2 separate regions of the Anas platyrhynchos genome follow, and region 2 is linked to region 1. The links are chromatin contacts, called in public Hi-C maps. All regions are on one chromosome and are shown on one strand. Each heading gives the region's core, a stretch centred on a gene start, on an enhancer-like site or on the middle of the called end of the contact. The rest is flanking DNA. Distances are from core to core; before and after follow the strand shown. Region 1 overlaps GNB4 (G protein subunit beta 4). Region 2 holds the start of ACTL6A (actin like 6A).

Region 1 (6,180 bases), core at 2,119-4,618:
ACTTTTTTTGTACATAACAGAATATACACATTATAGCAGCCAATCATGTAACATTTGTCTGTATGTAAAGAAATATGTTTGCATTTTTTAAAGAACTACATTTATAGCTTTGCTTTAACCTGAGATGTCACTTCTGAGTTTTGTAGTGGATAAACTAGATTGCTGTTTTAAATGTTTTTGTGAATTTACTGTAGATAAAGTGAAGCCAATGGTATGTATGTGTTTTTATAATGGAAGGCATTTGAATTTTTTTTAGAGGCCCTGGAGACTCCCAGTTAATACCTAACCGCCTTATTCACTCACTTCTTGACCTGCTTGCCTATTTTTAACCGTGGGGGTTCTTCCTTAAGCCAGTGGTTCCTGGTTCATCCATTGGCAGTCATGGCCTCCAAACACCAAGGAGTTAATGCCAGGCAGACTTGCAACAACAGAGAAAATATATTAAAAAAAAAAAAAAAAAGTCCAGTTCCAGAAGTATTAGCTTCCTTACTGCAGCTTTCCACATCAGTTATGCCACCCAGGCCTTGGGTATGGAAACCAAGTGACCTGCATTGCTGTCGCTAAGTGGCTGAGCGCTTTTCCTTTTGACAGTTCAGCTCTAACTAACTGAGGTTGTTTTGGCCCGTCATGAGCTCTAGCTGATTTGCACTAGGGAAATGATTTGGCATGACACTCGGTGTGCAGAAAGCAGCGTGTTTGCAGAGCCGGCTCAGTTACCACCATGAGCGGAGGAATTCGAGAGGACTTTGCTTAGAAGCCTAAGGAAGATTTGAATGTGCAGTTAATCCCCTATAATTCCCCTCCAAACTGGGGAGGTGCCAAAGCATACCACAACCAAAAGCGCTTGTTGTCAGTTACGTGCGGTGTGAATTACAATAGGAATCGTGTGACCTAACCCAAACCAAATAACCTTACTCACCTGCATCACCCTTCAGAACTCGGTACTCTGAAGGTGGTGACTCGCTTGTTCTGCTGTGGTCACAGCGGTCTGTGCCACGGCGGCCTGTTAGATGCCAATCGTTCTGCAGTTCTGCCACTGTAAGTAGCCATTGCCTCTCCTCCTGATTTATTCTGGTTTTAGTGTCAGTAGCTTATAAGTGACGGGTTCCGGTCAAGTACAGCTGAGTGTAGGTACAGGAAAATGGGGTGACTGATGTCCATCTGAAGCTACCCAGGAAGGGCGTTTAACTTTTTGGTGCCTGGCAGCGTGCCTGCGCTTGCAATGGATGTTCTCTGGGGAATCTAAAAGTCTGTTGGCTTTTTTTAAGTGACTTATTTTAAATGTATGTGAATTTTAAATTACCAGGTTGGAAGGTAATGTTCCTCTGCCCCCATCTGATGATATGGGGAGTCTGGGTATCTCTGGGTCAGGTAGTAAATATAAGTGCCCAGTATTTTGTAATATACCAAAACAGATTTGTGGCTGAGGTGATTATTTGTCAAGCTTCTGACGTTTGTAATCCTAAATTTCAGTACTTCCAAACTGTGCCTGTAAACTTGCCATGTCTGTAATGGTGAAGGTGCCAATAAATGTACCAATCACAGTAAATTCACTTAAAAATAAATTAAAAAGAAAAAAAGCACATCTTGTGCTGAGAAAGTGTACATTTACTAACAGCAGATTGTGGTGTAGGACCAAAATCACACTATATTATATGTCACAGGAATTCCTCAGCATTTTGCTTTATGATCTGTCTGCATTAACAGAACTATTGCAGATACTTGTTCCTCTTTTAAGTGAGCATCTCTTTGGGATCATGCAGATTTGGTTTAATTTTTAGTGGTGCATTTAATTATTATTATTATTTTATTTTTTTACTCACAGCTGCCTTGAGTGAATTCTGAAAACTTGTTACTATGGAATTTTAAGAAAATATTCTTTTTCTAAAAAAAGTGTTTTCCATAGAAGTGTGTTTTGAACCAATTTCCTAGTCAACACTGTTGCCAAGACAGGTGCCATTTTTACATTCAGGTGTTAGAACTAGTTTCTACTTGTGAAGCTCCAAGCCCAATTTTACAGATGTATATAACTTTTCTTAAAAGTTTGGGTAGACTGTAAACACGGTAATGGCTCTTGTACAGGTATTACTGCAAATAAGTTCACTATCGGTGTCTGATGAATTGTCTGTTGGATTCAGCTGCTTTTAAAATAGCTGATGAGGAATGCCAACCCCTTGCTAATGAGGTTTCCAAAAGCATCATATAAATATCTGCCAGCTTTTGCTGTTTGGTTAACCGGTTTCTGTAGTGCTGCAGGTCCCGAGGTGCCTCTTGTATTGGCGCACAAGGAAGGGTGGAAGAAGCCTCAGCACAGCTGTGGAAACGGGATCTGGGATGCTGCTTGGGAACTTGTAGAGCGCTTGTGATAGATCCTGCCAAGGTGATGTTTGCTGTTTAATTACATCATTTAGAACTTTACTGAAACAAAAAGCCTCCAGGCTTGGTGTAACACACTGTTACTGTATGAGGCCAAATAGTGACCTTGCACAAGCTGTGGTATTTCCTGTTTTTAAATGGTTATCATTGGGGAACTTGTAAGGTGGATGCACTCCCTGAAATAGATGTGGCTTAATGGTAAAAGCTCAAACTCCCTCTAACGTGAGGAAGTTAAGAAAATGGCCCCTTGTAGGTTTTACTTAAAAGATGTAATTCTGAGCTTTGCATCTCACAGAAGATGGTATATACATGCCTGTAGTTTAACGTAAGCTCACGAGTGCAGCTTGTGCCATTTCTAACCGCAGCCATGACAGCGAACTTGATGTACAACAGATTTTGCAGCACTTGTGGGTACATCTTAGGCTGTAAAAGTTTGGTGCCAAACTGCATCATTATCTGGATTTCAAATACCTTGTGTAATTACAGAAATGTAGTGACTGAGACCATTGTGCCAAACAGTTGGTAGCAAAGTAACTTGTTCCCAGCCTCTCTTCTATCTAAGTCTATTGGTTATGGCTTGGAAGTGGAACTCTGTGCTTTGTGTAGCAGGATTGATTTTGTTCAGGTACAGTTATTTTTTGTTGGCATATTCTAATGTTGATTTAACTTTGCAACAGAGAATACTAATTAGGCACGCACCCAACTTGGGCTTGTTGTCACGTAAGTCAGACATCTATTTATTGGTGGGATGTTACCGGTTGAGATTCTGGAAACCACAGAAAGCTTTTACACATGGCATCTTGCTGATGTACACTCACTTACTACTGTAATGTGGGCCTGTTTCCATCTGTCTCCAGACCTTTTTTCTTCCAAGCGTTGCTATCATCTGCCTCGCTAAATTGCAGATACGCACGGTATCTGGCAGAACCGATAGTTCCTAAGGTGACACCGATATAGACCATTTGACATGGAACGTGGATTCGATAGGCTTTTCCCCAGCCTAAGGAGGGCCTGACCTTGACTTGGCAAAGCTGACTCGCTGTACCAGCTGGTCCTCGTGTGCTTACTGTAATGCATGGATTGGAACTAGTTAACTCTTCAGTTAGTGTAACCGCGTGTCCCACGATGAAGTTCACGTTACTTTAAGGTGGAATGAAAACATTGTGAAAACATTCCAGGCGTGCTTAGTCTTTCCTCTTTGAGGACACTGTCACCTCCACTAGGTTTAGTGCTGTGCTTTAAGATGTTGGTGAGAATAAGTATTGGCTAATTCAAATAGTTGGTATAAATGGTTGTGTAGCAGAATGACTGATTTTTGAGATAGCATTTCCTGTAAAAGTAATTAAGCATGGGTTGATGGTGCACTTTGTATACAGTAATCTGGCATGCATGCTGGTAAACTACTTCCTACACTTCAGAGGCACCACAAGCCTTTTTATCCAATTGCTGGTTATGTAAAATACATGCAGAATGTTAATGCAGTGTTGTTATGGTAAATGTGTGAACAGTGTTACTAATTGATATAACTGATAACAGATTACATGTGCCTGACATTCTTATACCACACAGTATGTTTAGGTTTAACTAATATGGACTTCGGTGGAATAGTCTTAGATATTTCAAGCCTTTGTTTTACTTACACAATGGTGCTCTATTTGTGTTTTTCTCCTTTTTTTCTCTTAAAAAATAAAAGCATCTGAACACTTGTAGTACATATTACATCCAAAGGAGTCCAAAATGAAAAAAAAATGCTTCTAATCATGCTTGATTTTAATTTGCCTTTAGTTTCCAGCATTTCTCATCAGCTAGGTTTTGTTTTTTTGTTTTTTTGTTTTTTTTTACTTGTTGCTGACTACTTTGGAAAACTTCAGTAATGTTACCAATTATGAAGTGATTCTGCACTGCCTTTGGATCGTGTATGTATACAGAAACAGTCTTAAAGCTTTTATTTAAGCTATTCAAAAAACCAGGGACTTGTGCCATTTGTTCTTTAACAGTGCTGTTGTAAAAAGACTTCCCTGTGAAAAAAAATCACTTGCTATGAACTCTGTTTATAGCTTTTTTTTTTTCCACAATGGATCTTTTCTTTGTATTTGTACAGTGGCTCAGTGAAAGATGTTGCCATGAGTTGATATTGTAACCAATAAACAAGTGCTTTTAACCAGACCGTCTCACAGGCGAATGCTTTATTTAATGGCAATTCTCACCTGTCCTAAAAATCAAGATCCTGGCAGTGGCTCTGAAGTGGAGAGAGCAACAACATCAACTGCTCTTACTTTTGGTGAGCCTGTTACATGTGAATGTTGAACAGCACAATGTTATGCAAGTAAGTAATTTGCCCTTATGAACAAATGATTAAGGTGATTTTTTTCCCCTCAAAGGACTGTGGCTTTTTTTTTTTCAGCCTAAAAAAGAGGCTGAATAAACTGAAGGGCCTGCAAATACTACAATAAAGGGAGCTGGAAGTTAGCCACCAGTCCTGGAGTGGAAAAACTAGGCTTTACAACACTTATTCTTAATATCAGCATTCGTGTTACATAGCACTGCTCTCTTAAGGAGCAGCCATTTCCCGGTTCTGCATTTTGTCAAGTCTGTAGCGCTAATTACTTTCTCCAAACCCCAAATACAGTGCACAGCTTGCTAGTCTGCTGGAGGAAACAAACAAAAAAACACACACACATAAAACTCAACCTCAAAAGTTACAGGTTTTGTCCTAGAGTGTACACATGGGAACAGTGGCATGAATTTTCATATTTGCGACAGCTGTCAAATAATTTTACTAAAGCAAAGGGGAGACAATATTTTTTTAATAAATAATTATAGAACACATGCATTTAAAGTTTTATCTTCATACAATGTCCGTTAAAAAAATGCTCCAGAAAAGAGAATTAATACATATGTGTAACCTCATATACAAGAGGGCTGGGCTGTTAATCATTTTCATATTTCACAATTATTTCCCTCAGAGAACCTGAGACACTTCATGCATACTGCTAAAGACAGTTTCAGAACAGCCATGCTTCTGCTAGCACAGTCAAAAACACACACCACAATACATCATGGTGGAAACAGTGCTCTTAGTCTTCAAATTACTAATAACCTACCTCTCTAGCATTAGCTTTTAAAATGTATTTCCTTTTAGGATAGCCCTTTTTACTGGAAAATAACAAATCTCTACCTCTTAGTTTTGAATTGCTATTATTCATTTGCAAGTATTTCATTTAGTCACATTAATACTTCCATAAAAATATATAAATATTCTGAAAAGGCTTTCTCTTTCAAAATAAGTTATTTTTAAAAAGTCTGGTTAGAAAAAATGAAGGTGTTAAGTGATTGCCAATGGCAGCAGCAATTTTAAGAGGCTTTGCACTGCTGGGGGTGAGCAATGGTAAAACCACTCAAACGTACCTGTCATAGGTCTCACCTCGAAGACCTCTGCCCTATGGCAGCGCCAAGGAGCTGTTCAGGACCCCACATGAGCAAAAACTGTCAAGTGCAGCCTCCATCTGCGCTGTGCCCAACACGCCCCTGGCTGCGCTACCTCTGCATGGTGCTGCCACCACTGACCTGCAGCTCACCTGCACACGGGTTCCAGTAGTGCTCTCAGAGGCAAGTGACCCTTCCACCCCTTCACCAACTTCATCAATGCCACCTTACCTACACGCAGTAGCCAGCAGGGCAACTGGAGGCCACTGCATCTCATTAGTGACTGCTGTACAGTTTAGCATCTTTCATTTCCATTCAAAGAGGAACTGCTTCACGACAAAATTTCACTCACTTTTAGAACAGTCAAGAGTCCTTTCC
Region 2 (6,180 bases), core at 2,328-4,827, 67 kb before region 1:
AAAAATCAGTTATTAGTTCAAAATAATTACAAATATTCATCTTAAGGCTATGGGAACTTGAAGCTCTATGTTACTGTACCTAGTAGTCTGGACAACACCATTTCAGTTCTGTAATATTTTTACCAATGGTATACAAGAACCAAAAAAAAAAAAGAAAAAAATCATTGCCTTCAAGGACAACAGTCAGAGATTGGGAGAACTTCAAACCAGAGTTCTAAAGTTAAGAAATGGAAGTTATTTACTTCCTCCCAAGATGTTTATGGAAAAATTAATTTGAAGAAGAAAATTTAGACATGCTGTTAAACTAGGAGTTGCCTAGAATAGCTTTACTGTAACTTTCCAGGGGGGAAAAAAAAGGCAGCGCAAACTTCTAAAGGATACGCTGTTAGAACAGCAGTTTTACACAAGAAAAACGCAGGGATGTTGTAGTGTTCAAACATCAATTCGGTCAGCTTTTCACGCTTTGCTCTAGTATTCCACTAAAAGGAAAAAAAAAAACACAAACATGTAAACAAGAAGAAGGTATGCTCATTGTGCAGATCATTAGAGCACACTAATGCTGGCAAGATGAGGAAATAATTAGTAGTTACAGAACATTAATGCTTATCGAGTATCAGTCCTTCAAAGAGCTTTCCAAAATAACTGACATGCCTATTTTACAGGGGGAAACAGGAAATGAAATAACTTGCCCAGCTGAAAAAACAGTAAATCTAGATTTCCCTGTTCTTGAAACATCTTCCTACAGTTCTACTCTACCCGTGATTAAGTCAGGATATATCTCAATCTACACATTACTGAAAAAGTGCATTTTTTCCAAGTCAATAATGAAGGTTAGTACTGTAAGGAAAGTTACAATGGAAGCCTCTATACAGACATCACTGAGCCATCAAACAGGAAACAGCCACTGCAAACTCATCCATACTCCACCACGTACAATCGCTCTCTCAGAGGCGACATGAAGGCAGTTCTGTTTCCCTGTTAATTTAGTGATTTTTAAAGCTATTACAGAGAACGCAAGAAATCACCTCACAATCATCAGCCAGATACAATTCAACACAATGGAAAAATGAAAGAAAATCCTATTCATAAAGACTTTATTGAAGGTATACAAAACTTTTGCATGCCCAGTCTACCTTATGTCTTCAGATTTCAACATCTGCCCTTTGAATACTGAACGTTACTAACTGACAGAAGTTGTGTCAATATTTTATTCCTGGAATTTGTATTCATCCACTTCTCTTACCCTACACAACCGTTTGCAGAAAGGAAGACAAAAAAAATAAAACTTCTCCACTCTACGTATGTATTCTCTGTCGTATAATAAGTACTAGATAGAAGACTGAATGCCCTGACAAGTTTTTATTAAGTGTCAAGTACAACATAAGACATCCACACATCTTTTTGCTTTTACTTTAGTCAGTAAACTAAGACTTTTAATTTTTTTAATTATTGAAAAATAGTAGTGCATTGAAAGTACTTTCTAACTCACGCCAACTATTTCAAATTGTTGTCTTCTTACAGCATTTTTAGTAATGCAATTATTTCCCAGAACCTGCAAAGTATTTTTAAATTTGTTGCTTCTGTAATTGAATTTTAACACTTCAAAGCTACCAGCCAGTATCAGATTTCTCCAAGACTAACGTTTATAGATTCAGCAAGAAGATACAGGTAAAACTTCTCAAAATGCAAAGCTGCTTTTACTCACTGGTGCTTCAGACATAAGGACAGGATGCAGACTTGCTTCAGATTTAATATGCATCTTGTAAGTGTGATCCAAAATTGCCTGGAAACTATCCCAGTCTTCAACTGTAATGACATTGAAGTAAGCAGATTAGTTACTTCTAAGTTCCGATCCACTTCATAAATACACAGAGGTTTCCTGATGCCTTTTTTTTTTTTTGCATAGAGCTCTTCAGTCAAAATCTGTCCTCAGTAGACCTACACCTCCTGTAGCACCTTCTGCTTTGCAGAATTCTCTTCCTCTCTGAGCATTATGATTGAAATTCAGAGTTATGATAGAAGTCCACCAACACAACAAACCACCTGCACTTTATTTTGTAAATCCAGTATCTGTTCTTATGGCCTATAGACTCTGTTCACACGTTACAGAAATAAGCTTAAGATGTATCTCCAAAGATTGCCATTTATCAAAGAAAGTGTCTAAACCAAAACCTAAGAAGAACTCTACAAGTTTTCTCTTAAGACAGGAAAACGCTCAGTATGATATTAGAATTTCCTTAATGAAAGCAGATCCGTTTCTTTATGGTCCTGTTCTCTAAACCCAAGATTAAAAAAAAAAAAGTTAGCATATGTGTACGTGAAAGCTATGACTTCCTGCAGCCTAGCAATGCAACTTCTAAAACAGATAGAATAAGACAGAGCACCATACTCATTCCATTTTTTAAAGGTGAAATGGCCTCCATATTTTCCCTTGGAACTCTCAGGGCATTGGTGTCTATGTAGTAAGTCGGGCCCCCTTGTTTGCCCTTGTCACCATCTATCTCCATCAGCGTGCTGCCATTGTCCCTTTCCAGCACCACACCAATCGCTGTTGGAAAGTCAACCTGCAACGCAAAAGGTAAGCCAGGTATGAAAATGTGTCATGTTCTGCTTGGATTTTTTACTAACAGAATTCAGAGTTTAACTTATTGAATACAGTAAGAATATATACATAAATTCTGAAAACTCATAATTAATAATGAAGTTCTAAGTCAGTGTTATGCCTCGGCTGAGCCACGCAGCTCCTCACCTTTGGACAGTCCTCGCCTGCATAGCCTGCTCTCACCGTGTATGAGCCAATGTCAAAAACAAGAGCGCCGACTTCATCTGAAAAGACCATCAATGAAGAGGCAGTGAATGGTTATTGCACCCCACCACAGTCCTGCCTTGAGTTTTCCCTGCCCTGTTTTGCTTGCAAGAAAAGCGAAGCGAGCTGAAGCATCTTTCCAGAGGCACAGCACAAGTTCTGTACTGGAGACACGGGACAGGCAGCTGAAGGATGCTGAGCGACTTTAATTGGGGTGAGGACAGGCTGGAGCCGGGACAGCGCTACACCTCAACCATATATAAAAAGGAGGGTGATTTTAGGAGAAGGGGGCACAGTGCCACCCCAACACAGCACCACACGCAGCCCTCGCCCTCTCGGCACGGCGAGGCGGACAGCTCGCACCCCGGGGGCCGGCCAGGACCGCGGAACAGGGCCCGCAACCACCCTCAGGGCTCCCTTGGGCCCCCAGCGGGGCGCCCCACACACCCCAAAACACCCCAAAATACCCCAAAACACCCCAAAACCCCCGGGGCCGCCTCTTCTGCCTCAGGAAGCAGCGAAGAGGGAGTCGAGAGGGCTCGGGCCGGGCCGCGGCCCCCTGAGGGAGCGGCGGGGGCGGCCTGAGGGGGGCGCCGGGCCGGGGGATGAGGGGGGGGGCCGGGACTCACCGCCCCCGTACACGCCGCCGCTCATGGCTGCCGCTGGGCCCCGCCGCGCCTCGCCTCACCGCGCCGCCCGGCAACAAAAGCGCCCCGGGCCCGCGCCCCGCCGGCCAATGGCAGCGCAGCTCCCGCCCGCCCTGCCCAACGGCCCCGCTATCTGGCCAATCGGAGGAGGGGGAAGGAGGGGTTTAGGTGGAGGATAGCCAATCATGAGGAGGGGAAGGGAGGGAAGGGGAGGGCGGTGCGTGAGGGGAGGGAGGGGTGGGGGGTGCTGAGGGGGCGTTGCTGTGTGAGGGGGCGGATGGCGGGTGGGGGGCTTGGCTGGGGCGGGCTGGCTGTGGAGAGGCGAAATGGGTGCTGCAGCTAGCCCTTCACGCAGTCGTAGAATCATTAAATCATTAAACACAGAATCGTTAAGGTGGGAAAAGATCTCCAAGATCATCTGGTCCAACCAAAGTCACCCACTGTACCGCATCACTAAGCACCACGTCCAACCTTGAACACCCCCAGGGACGGTGACACCGCCACCTCCCTAGGCAACCCGTCCCAACGCCTGGCTGCTCCTTCTGAGAAGAAATGTCTCCTCATTTCCAAGCTGAGCCTCCTCTGGCACAACTTCAGAACACTCCCTCAAGTTCCTTCATCAAATCGTTCCTGTGCCTCTCCGTTGGGTGCCCCCACTGAGAATAAAATAAATGTGGGTTTGTTTCTTACATCAGGTGTCTCTTGGTAGCCCAGCCTTACGTTGTTCCCTTTCCTCTCAGGACACTCCTTTGCATGTCAGCGACCTCAGGACAAAAATTATTGCTAGCAGTCTCACCTCATCTCATGTCTGTAGGTATTTCAGTGCTTCCTACAAAGCTTTGTTTCTAAATTGTGACCTAGTTTCAATTATATCTTTATTTACACTGAGTTTAATCAGTGAAGTAAGAAGAGAGAGAGAATTAATGTTTGGTGCACCCAGTAGTTTTATTCAGGAGTTTCTGTAAAACTGTTGCGAGTAGAACCAGGACTACAACAAGTATAAGAAGTTTCAACAAATGTTATACCAGTGAAGGAGAGGAGCAGACTAGGTGTGTGCGTTTGGACTCCAGCTCCGAAGATACTGCAATTGAAGTTAAACTGATCACCAGCAGTCTTCCCTTGAGTTTTGGCCTGGACCAAAGCACAGAAGAATAGTGAAATCAAAGAAGAATGGACAACCAGTTGGGTGGTTTTATTTTAAGCATGGTTATGGGAATGTCAGGATGTGGTTGGACATATTAGCTCTCAAGGGTAAGGAGTTTAATTTGACACAGTCTGATTCTCTTTCTTGAATGAAAACTTCATAATTCTATCTTGCAATTAAGAAATTTGTAGTTTTTACATAAGTTATAATACAGTAAAACTACAAAGTACAGATGCTAGTATTAAGAGAATAAATACAAATCTTGCTTTTTCACTACCACATGAAGTCAGTGCACGTTGATTTTGTGTTATGAAAACTTTTAATGTTAATGTGTTATCATGATTTCCAGTATGTGACACTAATACTCAAGGCAGAGTTGTCTGAGAAGGAGGAGTTAGTTGCAGTTGAGAAAAGCAGTTCAGAAAATTTGGAATTAGAATTCCAGAGGACCTTCATTTAGCTTGTACTTGGACTTAGGTTTTGTTGTAGTAATGGTTCCTCATATTCATACAGTAATTGACACTTTCGACCAGATCTTGCTTTCTCCACAACAGCTGCTTATGATTCATCAGCATGCCAGAAACAAAGACAATCTTGTGCTGCTTTATTTTTCTATAGTGTTCAAAACAGAAGAATTCCCAGTGATGCCAGCAGAACATGTGTGATGGAGTAAAGCGGTGCGTGCCTGCATGAGGCATGGAAAGAGGACATTCCTGTGCTTGACTAATCCTTCCTGCTCCAGTGGCTGCTCAGGACCAATGGTAGGAATTGCAATGTAATACACACTGGACATCACATTGGTATCTAAAAGCCTCAGGTTTTGATAAGCATAAATCTGTGTACAGAGCCAAAAGAAAAGCCAAGTCTGTTTACAAGAAGCCCAGAGAATCTGGGGATGGAAATTTAGGCTGTCAACTGCCTTGGTCTTTCTTTTTGCTGTCTTGCATTTTTATAGGAATTTACATCAGTGAAAAGTGTGCAGACCATCATCACTCTGTTTTGATAACATTTTATGTGACTTTGCATCTACTTTACAGCAGTGTGGATAGCCTCACAAAATTTACTGATTTACTGTACGTGACCAATTTAATAACTCTAGAGTTGGACGTTAACATAAATTGTCATCAGGAATAAATGGAAGAATCGTTTTAAAAGTCAGGCATGAATTAAGGCACCAAATGTTGATACTTACTAGGAAGCAAAAGTTAATTTTATCAGTGGTAGTCAGGAGAACGTGGAACTTCCTGGTTAATGCCCAGAGTGCTTTAAAACTTCATTTAGATGTAATTGTTTCAAGTAAGTGCATTCACCACATATTCACCATGTATAAAGCAATGTAGATAGTGATGTATACATGAAGCCAAAACTGAACAGAATGATATTTTGTTTCTCAACAAGCTGTATTTCCCCAGTGGGTTGCTGATGGTTTTGAGCAGTACCATACAACTGATGGTGAATCTCCCAAACTGCAGTGCCAACTTTCAGATTGTGGCAGCAAACTGGCTGTGACCATGGTTTATTCATAATGTCTGTCCTTCTTTGTTGATTGCAAAATGCATGTTAAAGGTTTTATTTTTCTTGTT

What was found. A called contact is a pair of places that touch in the nucleus more often than the background predicts.
Region 2: a contact with region 1 is called in a Hi-C map of skeletal muscle, with 2.1 times the contacts expected there. The contact joins the promoter of ACTL6A here to the enhancer-like site in region 1. A contact is called at or near these places in 4 of 8 Hi-C or Micro-C datasets (liver, skeletal muscle and subcutaneous adipose tissue).

Annotation. Positions count from the first base shown.
Region 1 is chr9:7,484,444-7,490,623 of IASCAAS_PekinDuck_T2T, reverse strand. It overlaps GNB4 (G protein subunit beta 4), which reads left to right. Exons shown (of 10, transcript XM_027464244.3): 10 at 1-4,542. It overlaps MFN1 (mitofusin 1), which reads right to left. Exons shown (of 18, transcript XM_027464235.3): 18 at 5,163-6,180. Among named protein-coding and RNA genes, the nearest start is that of MFN1, 25 kb to the right of the region's middle. Within about 2 kb of position 3,368, at least 3 of the 8 cell types and tissues checked have an H3K27ac peak or open chromatin away from gene starts, as enhancers often do.
Region 2 is chr9:7,551,892-7,558,071 of IASCAAS_PekinDuck_T2T, reverse strand. ACTL6A (actin like 6A) reads right to left here and starts at 3,577. Exons shown (of 14, transcript XM_027464519.3): 1 at 3,436-3,577; 2 at 2,750-2,826; 3 at 2,390-2,564; 4 at 1,706-1,806; 5 at 382-479. The coding sequence starts at 3,460.